Regions from separate parts of the Gossypium hirsutum genome. Here region 1 is linked to region 2. A link is a contact called in public Hi-C data. All regions are on one chromosome and are shown on one strand. The core of a region is the stretch at or near the end of the contact, and the rest is flanking DNA. Distances in the headings are between cores, read along the strand shown. Region 1 holds the start of LOC121204613. Region 2 holds the start of LOC121203161.

The links. A called contact is a pair of places that touch in the nucleus more often than the background predicts.
Region 1: a contact with region 2 is called in a Hi-C map of leaf, with 4 times the contacts expected there. The contact joins the promoter of LOC121204613 here to the promoter of LOC121203161 in region 2. A contact is called at or near these places in 6 of 34 Hi-C or Micro-C datasets (anther and leaf).

The regions. Positions count from the first base shown.
Region 1 is chrA08:112,247,578-112,253,261 of Gossypium_hirsutum_v2.1, forward strand. It overlaps LOC121204613, which reads left to right and starts at 1,944. Exons shown (of 2, transcript XM_041074802.1): 1 at 1,944-2,021; 2 at 2,060-2,597. The coding sequence starts at 2,061. The coding sequence ends at 2,597. It overlaps LOC107918480 (a long non-coding RNA gene), which reads right to left and starts at 2,286. Exons shown (of 2, transcript XR_001690116.2): 1 at 2,099-2,286; 2 at 1,492-2,000. It overlaps LOC107919117, which reads right to left and starts at 5,068. Exons shown (of 1, transcript XM_016848646.1): 1 at 4,751-5,068. The coding sequence starts at 5,068. The coding sequence ends at 4,751.
Region 2 is chrA08:112,038,417-112,044,071 of Gossypium_hirsutum_v2.1, forward strand. LOC121203161 reads right to left here and starts at 3,354. Exons shown (of 6, transcript XR_005899765.1): 1 at 2,975-3,354; 2 at 2,741-2,879; 3 at 2,495-2,580; 4 at 2,231-2,374; 5 at 1,415-1,519; 6 at 1-462.

The sequences.
Region 1 (5,684 bases), core at 694-3,193, 210 kb after region 2:
AGGTATGGATTTTCAACAAATTAATGCGACTCAAATAAATTTTATCCCTAAAATTGATAATCATACTACTATGATGGATTTCCGTCCTATCAGTCTGTGCAATGTGCTTTATAAAATTACAGCAAAAACGATTGCAAATAGGCATAGAGGAGTTATCAAAAAATGCATTGATAGGGCCTAAAGTACGTTTGTACCAGGCAGATTGAACTCAGACAATATTCTACTTGCATATGAAATTCTTCATACTCTTAAACAAAAGAGAAATGGGAAAAAAGGTCTTATGGCAGTCAAGTTGGACATGAGTAAAGCATATGACAGGGTTGAGTGAAATTTTATAAAAAAAATGATGGCACGAATGGGGTTTGATATGAGAGTGATCAGAATTTTGATGAAATGTTTGACAACGGTCTCCTACTCAGTAGTTGTAAACGAATACATAGGAGAAAGCTTTCAACCAACAAGGGGACTTCGTCAGGGAGATCCACTTAGCCCGTTTCTTTTTCTCATTTGTGGGGAAGGGCTGTCATGTTTAATGAGATTAGTATGCAGGGAAGGACTAGTGAAAGGCGCTAAAGCTAGTAGGAACGGACCACAGGTATCACATTTACTGTTTGCTGATGATTGTATCTTATTTGGTCAAGCAACAAGTAGAGAAGCTAATTTTTTAAAGGAAATTTTGGGGGAATATAGGAGATGCTCGGGCCAATGTGTTAACTTTAATAAGTCCACTGTCTTTTCTAGCAGTAATACAAATGATGAAGATAAACGAGAGGTGGTAAACATTTTGGGGGTGCGTAGTTCAGAAAATCCGGAGAGGTATTTGGGGTTACCCAACACAGTTGGAAGAAGGAAAAAATAATCTTTTCAGGGCCTAAAAGATAGATTTAAGAAACGTATTGACAATTGGAGCACCAGGTTTTTGTCTCAGGGCGGGAAAGAAGTGTTTATTAAATCAGTCCTTCAATATACCAACTTACTTTATGTCGTGTTTCTTATTACCTAAGTCTTTATGTTCAGAAATGGAAAGCATTATAGCTCAATTTTGGTGGCAAAAGGGGCATGGAAAACGAGGAATACATTAGTGTGCATGGAAAAATCTTTGCATTTTAAAAGAAAATGGGGGTCTTGGTTTTCGAAACACGAGTCAGTTCAATATCGCATTATTAGCCAAATGGGGGTGGCGCCTTATTAATTACCTGAATTCATTAGTGGTTAGAGTGTTCAAGGCTAAATACTATCCAAATACAGACTTCAACAGCACTCAGTTAGGGAATATACCTTTTCTTACCTGGACGAGTGTGTAGGCTGCTAAGGGATTGTTAAATAATGGACTGTGTTGGAGGGTTGGAAAGGGTGACGGGATCTCGATCTGGGAGGAACGTTGGCTACCAGGCAAGGAACCTGAAGAGTGGAATAGTAGAAACAGAAGTGAAGAGTACAAGTTAGTTTCAGAATTAATTGATCCAAATACCAGAATGTGGAAGACAGATATTATCATGCAAATCATGCAAATTCCTCTTGCGAAAATTCCTCATAACGACATTCAAATGTGGAAGGGAGAATCGACCGGAGAATTCACTGTCAGAAGCGCCTACAAACTATTACAAGAAGCTAGCATGGATCCCAGTTATTATTATTTACAGGCCGACTCAAAGAATTTGTACAAAAAACTTTGGAATCTAAGACTACCCTAAAAAATACTGATTGCAATTTAGAGAATTACATGGAACTATATCCCGAATTTTGTAAATCTAAAACATAAGCGAGTGATCAATAGTGCTTTATTCCCTCGTTGCGGGAATGGAGAAGAAGACAGTGGGCATGTCTTTTTGAATTGCCCTGTTACAGTAGTGATTTGGAGGAAGTTAGAGGTCTCATGGGTAGACAGAATAGTTCAAAATATCTGGGAATGGATCACCTGGATCTTTCAAAATACTGCTATTCAACAGTGTCGCTTGCTCTGCTGTGGCTTGTGGATTATATGGAGTTCACGAAATAAGCTTGTACACGAAAGGAAGTTAGAGTCAGAAGATGAGATTTTACAGAATATTCGAAGATATATGGCTGAGATTGAAGGATTAGAAGAAAAGAAACTCACCTCTCCAACGGGGTATAGAAGCAACACTATAGATGTAAACACCAGGGCAACGATTCAGTTTGACACTGCACTCGATAACAGAAACCACAGATCAGCATCGGGATTAGTGGTTTGGCGTCAGACGGGGGAACTCCTTGCATTTAAGTCAATGATCAACTGGAAGGTTTCATCTCCGTTTGTTGCAGAGGCGTATGCAGGCTTACAGGCTGTTCAATTAGGGATCTCGCTAAAACTTCCCTCAGTAACGGTTATGGGATATTCTCAAACAGTTATCAAAAAATGCCAGTCAAAGAACTCGGATAAATCAATCATCGGTACAATAATCAGAGACATTTATAGCAGTATGAACAGGTTTCAAGAAATAAAATTCCAGTTTATTAAAAGAACAGAGAATGCCTATGCTCACAACCTGGCAAAGGAGTCTTTGAGAAAGAATGAGGAAACGTACCAGAGAAGGCCGGATCTGACTCAACACCATTCCCAACCGGAGAGAAAATAGAGGAACAACCCAGATTGAGATTTGTTTGGGGTTAATGAAATAAAACAGATAGCTGAAAATGGTATATGGATAAACTATGGACAAGCATAGAGAAGACAGTGATGTGGAAGGACAAGAAGGAAATCGGCTAGTTTAATTTCAACAAGCTTCCTTTTTATTTGTTTTTCAATTAATAGGCAGGTTTTATTAGAATTATTTTAATTATTTTTGAAACTAATGGCTAAAGAAATAGGCCAATTATGGGATAGGAAGTCTAGAGTGTCATAGGCCTGAACTTTTGTATTTGACTTCTTTATTTATTTAAGTCTAGCCGATTATATTTTCAAAAAAAAATTATTTTAAAAAATAAAAATTATAAAAAATAAACTATTTAAATTTTTTAAAATAAAAATATTTAAAAATTCTAAAATTTCGACATGACTAGTCATTGGGAGCCTAAATCAATATGTCGGCTATCAATTTGAAATTATGAGGATTCCATGTTTATTTCTATCACAATTATTGCCTCGTAGCTATTTCAAATCATCAATTGTTATGCCAATTTGAAGTTCTCATCCACCATTCATATTATTCCAATAAATAATTTTTTTTTCATATCATTCAGAAAAAAAATTAATTTTTCTTTGCCAGAAATGCATCCACATTTTTTGACAGGAAAAGAAAAAGCTTTGTTCCTCTATTTTGATCTCTAGAATTGCATGTGAAGACCTACCTTTCTCCACCATTCTTTTATATCTTTCAGGCACAACAAGTTTTGGATCCTTTGGTTTTTTGTTTGTTTGAGGACAAAAAAGGATATGTGATGAGTGAATAAACGTTACTTCATGGTGAATTTTGTGTTGGGTAAATTGCACTTGTATTCGTCCAACCATTAGTGATTTTATTTTTTATCATCCAATAATCAAAAGTTACAAAATATTCACCTAATTATTCACTTTTTTTTTGTTACTAGCCATTAAATGGATGATAGGGAAACGATGTGACAATTTTTAAAATTGGCATAATAACAACTTTAGCCCTCAACATTAATACATTGTATCAATTTAGTATTGATTCTAAACAAATTAACCCTCAGCGATTACACATTATATAATTTTTTCAATTTTGTTTTTCTTTACGACCCTTTCATCTAAAAAGCTAAAAAAATAACAAATCTATCAACAAAATTTGATTGAGAATATACCAAAAATGAAAACACAAAAAAACTCCAAGATAATAATTTTTTTATTTTCTCATTCTTTTAAAACTAACCTTCAATGTCACAAATAAAAGTAAATCTTAAAAAAAAGGATTAAATTACACAATGTGTAAGTATTTAGGGTTAATTTTTTTTTAGAATCAAGACTAAATTGACATAATATATAAATGTTATGGGTTAAAGTTACTATCATGCCAATTTTAAAGATGTCTAATTATCTTTCTGTTAATAATTTAACGGTTGGTGACCCAAAAAATAAAGTCGAATAGTTAGATGACCATTTTTGTAGCTTTCATAATTGAGTGACCAAAAAAAAATATTAATAATTAGGTGACTACCAGTGTAATTTACCTTTTTGTTTTCTTTAACATTTTCATAGTGATAACAAAATATGATTTTATGATAGTGTGGTTTCATTATTGACTTATGAATAAGTAACGTGTTTTTTTGGTTATATAAAAATGAGATGTACGCTCTATTTGCAGAGAAAATAGAAGGGGAAAAATAATGTTGTAGGAGTATCTCGCAATATTGAATTATATGACATTTTAGAGGTTTTTAGATTAATTTTAAAGATAGGATTTAAAGCTTAAAAATTTTAGAAAATTCAATACCTATTGAAGCACCTTTTGCATAGTTGAGGAATTTCTCTAACCCATTTCAAGGCTCTATAAAAATCCCAGTGGAATATCTTTAAAGATAATGAATTGGTATAGGAACAATGTTGTGCCTGAGCCGAGCTTTCATTATCTGGTTTGAAATAAAAATAAAATGCTAAAATTCCAACCTTAAATTTTATTCGAGAATGGGATTAGGGTTCTTGCTAGACAATAACATTATATTCAACTAAAAATATTAAGTGATGAATATATATTAAATACCCTTTGCATCTAAAACTTGAAATAAAATGAGCCCACATTCTTAAATAAAGTTGGATGATAATATCAAGTTATCCTCACATGTCCTTAAAGCTCCAATTCCTCCTCACCCCACTACTTCTCACCAGCTTAGGTTCATCATTGTCAGATTCAAATGCCGTAGCTCCGTAAGGGGAATCGATTGTCTTTAGGCGGCGATGACCCTTGTTTATCTTATTTTTAGCGATCACCAATGATGTTGGCTCATGATCACTTTTAATTTCATTGTAATATGTGGGGCTAATGCCTGAACAACTTGTACCAACCCTTTCTTTACAATTCTTTTCTTTAGCACAATATTCCCTATAATTGTTTGAATTTGATCTGTGTTGGCAAATCAAGCAATTGAGGCTCATGGTCGCTTTGGTTTTTGTTTGTCCCCCCATACCAATATGAATATTTCTTTTATCGAGATTTGAAGGGCAATTCGTAAAGGAATAGTGGGATTTCAAAGAAAATGATGTTCATTGAGAAATTTAATGAAGTTTAAAGTAGGTAATTAAACAGATTCTGGTGTGAAATTAGAATCATTGCTTTGGTTTTGCTATTTTCTGAGAGTAATAGATGCTTCCATAAAGACAGGTACATCGATGCCTAAATTTGGTTGTCAAAATATTTAGTCTAACGTACCAACTAAAGATTCCCTCGCAAAGCATGCATTGGGAGTTTGATAAATTTGCAACATTGAATGCGAACCTCTACACATCTTGTTGGGTCCATCTTTGACTTATTAAGATGGACGTCTACACACACACCCAACCCAATAGCTTTACATTTGTCCTACCCCATCCCAACACCATGGACACTTACTCTACACTTGTTAAGCTCTAAAACTCCCCACCTTATACCATAATTGACAATTAAAATGTAAACATATATGAAAGTTAATTAATTATATAAACCAATATTTCATTAATATGGCATAAAACAACATTAGATATAAAGATAGACACGGTCAAACCATTCATGTAC
Region 2 (5,655 bases), core at 2,104-4,603:
ACTTTTTTATAAAACAATTATATTTAAACTAAATAATAGCATACTTAGGAAAAAAACGTATGTGATAAATTTATAAAAAAAAAATTATACAAAATTCAAATGTGATTTCAGCTGAAATAGTAAAAATGAGTTAATAAATAATATGACAACTTGAGTTTAAATTTCATAATGTGTATCATATACGTAATTTTTTTAGATTTTATATAAAAATATAAAAAAGTCTTAAATAGTATTTGCTGCTTTACAAAAACAATTAATTTTTGATAATTTCACAACTAAATTAAGACCTGATTAATAAGTAACACTACCTCAATCAAATTCTTAGATAATAATATAAATAGTTATAGATAGATATACTAACCTTTTGGGATTTATTATCCTCTTCCCCTTGTTCCTATATTTATTTTTCCTGTGAATTCAGTCTTCTCCTTTACAATCGTTACCCTAAATAAAGACTATGGACTTAAAAGCCCAGAACCAAATTACAAAACAATTTATCATCAAGGCAAAGCTTAGCCCATATAGAGTTTGAGCTAAAGCTTGCCGGACTATAAGCATAACGCTATCCCACATTACTGATAATATAAAATTTGACTTCTAATCATGACAATTAAATCTACTTTGATATATATTTTTTTCTCACTTTGATCACTCAACTAGGCAACTAGATCCATTTTAATCAATGAACTTAGATTTTGTCAAGATTTGAAAATGTGACCAATGTTACTGGAATAGGACCAAATTGGATATATCAAGAACCGATCGATATAATGGTCCGAACAAAAAGGTTGAACTGGTTGACTCAAAAACTAATTGAAATTGGTAAAAATAGAAAATCAAGACAAGGATCGACAATTGAATAGCTTGAACCAATTTAATATTTTTTTAGATTTTTATAAATTTTAATTATTTATTTAATTATTGTTGGCCCGGCAGTCGAACCAGTCGAATTGGTTAAATTAAGTATTAGTGGTCTAACTTGTTCATCCATTAGTACGATTTATTAAATACTAAATGTGATACTTTAAAATTGTACCATGTCATCACCTAAATATTTATATAATTTTTTTAATTTTCAAGTGATGATGTGGCTCAATCTCAGAGTTCTACATCATCAAACTTTTATTTTTTTCTAATTTAAGAGCCAAAATGGATCTAGCTATCAAGTTCAAATGCCAAAATGAAAAAAAAAAAGATATAGATACCAAAATAAATCTAGCTGTCAAATTCAAGGACCAAAAATTATAGTTTCTATTAACAATGTCACAATCTAGTCTACCATCATTCCATCTAAGACAAGGATAAGGTCTAACTTTTGTAAAGGTGACCGAGCTAAGAACACTAGGTCCGAAATATACATCATAGATTTCTATCTAAAGAAATGGATTCCAGTAGCAAATTTGAGTGAACATACCTTGTTTTGGGGGCTTAGACAGTCTTTCTCACTCTTGGAGTCAAATCTGGAAGGAATTAAAAGGAACCACATACATTTTGGGGATGACTGTATTCATGCCAATTACTATTACAAGAACAAAAGATATGACATGGGTGAGTTCAATTTGAAGAGCTCAACCATTGGTTTCTATCCTACCAACTTCAAACTAGCTTATCCACCCAGAATTTGGGTCTCTCCAGCAATACAATCAAATTTTAGCTAGGCCACAACTTGCTATATCTATTCGTTTTATAAAGTTCAAATTCTCCATAAAATCTTCAGTTTCATTTTCAGATCATCTTTGAAAGTTGAAATCCATATTATGTGTAATGTCTATATTTCCATAAAATCCTTAACATGTGAGTGCGTTAACATGTACTTGTTTTTCATTTATTTTTCACTTAATATCAACCTAATTTTCAATTCTGTATACATGCAGCACTAGTATATTTATAGCAATTTTAGATCCAAATAATATTATGTCTCTTAAAGAGAATGAATTATTAATTCAAGGTTAACACATATGTCATAGACGGGAAGAAGCCAATTCAAAATTTGTAACTTTCACCATGATTAAGGATGGATATAATTGTTCTCTTATTTATCTACTCTCAACAAAGTTAGAAAAATAATCCTACACAACCTTTACCTTGTAATATTGTTCACGGAAAAGAACATCAAAATAAAATGCCCTATGATTACAATATGATAGTATTTAGTATTTACAGTCTTAAACTCACATACTCGTAGATTTATAATGGAAAATAGGTAGCAAGAAAAGAAAACACAACCAACCTCTTCTTAGCTACTCTATTGATTTTTCTTCAATCTCGAAGTTGAGGACAGCGATTTAAGGTTAGGCTCTGAAGTCCTAATAATGAACAAAAAAGTTTCAAGAACCATGCCAAAAACCAATCCAAGAATACCTCCAGCAGAATTCTGCAAATATAATGAACAGTATCAGCATATTCAGTCCATGCTAAATAATCTATAAACTAAGGCACCCATGAGGCCATGACATTACTACTTAAAAATTTGAGGTTGGTAATCTGAAAGTACCATGATAGGACTGTGGTTAAACAACGCCCTGAATGCAAAATAACCAACCAAATACCCAGTAAACATTGTCAGAGCAACATGTAAACCTGTTCATGCATACATCACGTAATTAACTACGAAGAAGAATCTTGCAACAGCAATATATAAATTTGAAGTAAGTTCTGCAACAGTTAGATTGTTCCTTTAATTTAAGTTTGAAATTTTGCAAGGAACCATATGAAAATTATATTCAAAGAAAATACTAACCAAAGCCAATTTGATCCTTATAAGTAGAGAAAGGTTCATTGAGATCCTTCTTCGGCGTGATATCTTTAACAAGCTCTTGATACTCTTTCCTCTCTGCTAGTTCTTTAAGCTTCCTTAATCTCTCCTTTAATTCTTCGCTCTACAAATTCAAATTTTTTTTAAAAGCACAAGTTAATTTAAAAATGCAACCATGATAGACCTAGAACGCTAGAATCTAAATCGATTTCAATTTACCTTCTCTCTGGGTTTTGGACTGGTGAAAACGAAATTAGATCCGGAGAAGAGAGAAATCAATTCGGGCCTGGTGTCAAAAGCTGATTCCATCCATATGCTTCGGATCTGCTTGTACGGTGCATTGGCTGCTGAGGAAAGAGTGAGAGCGAGTTCTCGGAGTTCTTCAGAGAGACGACGGTCATTGGAGGCTGCAAGAAGAAACAAGCGAATGGATTCGGTCACAGTTATCACGAGACCGGGTTGGTTCGGGTCGTCGGAGCTCATTTTTTTTATTTACTGTGAGAAATGGAAATCCGTGAGGGAAGTGGTAAAGCTTTACTACTCCAGGAGTGGAGAATTTTGCAAGACAAAACCCAAACGACGCAGCTTTAGTGAATGGATTGCCAAGGAAAAGCGGGAATAAGTCTTCGGGTTACAATTTAAGCCCATCAGAGGTCAGGGCTGAAGATCCGACCCATATTTGTCGTCTGTCAATCTTAGGCGCAATGTAAAAGATAATTAAGAATTGCTTAAGGGCTAATTCCACCATTAGTCCCTAAATAATACCTAAATTTTACAATTGTCCCCAAAGTTCAATAACATTTTAATTGAATCCTATAATTATTAGTATCATATTAATTAAGTCCTATCCTTCAATCAGCTTTGGTGTTAGCTACTAACTCGGATTTGATGTCAAATCCAACCTGTCGGATCTGAGATGGCATATAAATACACATGTGTCACGTTCAAACAATTGAACACAACTTTATGAGTTCAAAAGTTTGAAATCAAAGCCTCATGCAAGATTTTGATTGTTAGAAGCTTTCTCTAAAATTTTAAAAATTTTTTGAAAGATTATTTTAATGAAAAAAAGAAACTATTATAAAATTTAAAAAATTATGGTAATCTAGTCTCATCCCAATTAGTTAAGGTAATTTTGTACGTGATTTATAAACTTTGATTTGATTGTATTTGATTAAATTTTAATTTAGTTTTAATTAATATTTTATTTGAAATTAAAAATATATTTTAAATATAAAAAAATAAATAAAAATAAAAATTAATGTTTTGACATTAAATTTAAAATTTAAAATGATAAATTTTAAATGCATTTACACTAATGTTTTAGATAAATTTGCAGCTGATCCTAAACCTTTAGGAATTTATGCATGAATTGAATGGATTAAGAACAAAAAAGAACATAAAGTAATCATGGTAGGCTTCTCATGCATCTAACGAGAAACAAAACTCTATGATTATTATCACAAATAAAAGGCATCAACTAACACTCTTTCCAAAAAAGAAAATTCATCAAAACAACAAACACATTATCAACAGCCAAATTCTAATCCAACATTATTGCAACAATATTAAAACATTTATCTACCAATTATTATTGACCTTGAATTAAAAGGTCAGATTACCGCTGAGGTTGGCTTTTTCTAAAAAGTGTTTTTCAAAAAATGCTTTTAAAAATTTTAATAATGTTTATTAGTAATATCAAAAAATATTTTTGAGAAAATAAAATATTTATTTTAAGTACGACAATGTAAACCAAAAGATATGTCAAACTTTTTTGGGAAAATATAAAGTTAGTACCTGAACTTGTCTACTTCTCCCAGATTGGTACCTATGGTTTTTTTTTTGCTCAAGATTGATTTCCAAACTTTTTTTTCCATCCATTAGTTTGATACCTGAGCCTAACATCGTTTAAATTTTGCTGATGTGGAAGCGCTAGCCAATCGTGCACCGTCACATGTCGCAATTTGGAAACCCTATTTAACACCTTTTTTTTTTCATCTGTTGACCCGATCCTTTTGAAAAAAAATTTAAAGAAAACATTAATTAAAATTTAAAAAAATAAGAAAGAATTAAAAGTTTAGCATCGGGCTTTGAATTGTTTGGGGAAAAATTTTTCGATTCTTCATCTAAAAGAAAACTATTAGGTTTTTTTTTTTTAAGATCAAAAGTTAAATAATAGTTATAAACAATCTCATATTTGATATTGATTCTTCATCTGAGAAACCGTTTATTCAATTTGTTTGAAAGAAAACCCTCAATTTGTTTGAAAGAAAACCCTCAATTTGTTTGAAACCTTTCACAATCTCAAATACCCTTTCGATTACCCACTCATCTGTCTGGAAAAAACCCTTGTTTCATCATCAACTAGTCATCCCTTTCGATTACCCAACTATTTGTTATAGTAGTCAAATCAAGATTGCCATATTTCGACCATTGATTACAGGAATTTCACTCTATTTTTATGGGTTATTTTCATCATCGAATTAAGATTTTTATATTTTTAGCATACAAAGCTTTTTCATCTTCGATGGGTTTTTTTTATGTTTTTTTTAAATAAACCCTTTTGTTTGGACTCATTCTCACAATTTGATTTTTTTTGTACGTATTATATCTGACTTCCAATTTTTAATTCGTATTATATCTTACTTTTATTTTTTTGTTGGTATTCGTGAGTGACGGGGATTTTCTTTGAGCGTTTAAGAGATTGAGTGTAAAAGGTAAGTTTATTATGTATGTTTCTTTACTGTTTATGTATGTATGTATGTATGTTATGTTTTTAAATTGTTATTATATTATGTATGTAATGTACTGTTAAGCATGTATGTTATATTTGTATATTTGTATGTATGTTATATTATGTTATGTAATGTTATGTATGTATGTTATGTTTACTGTTATGT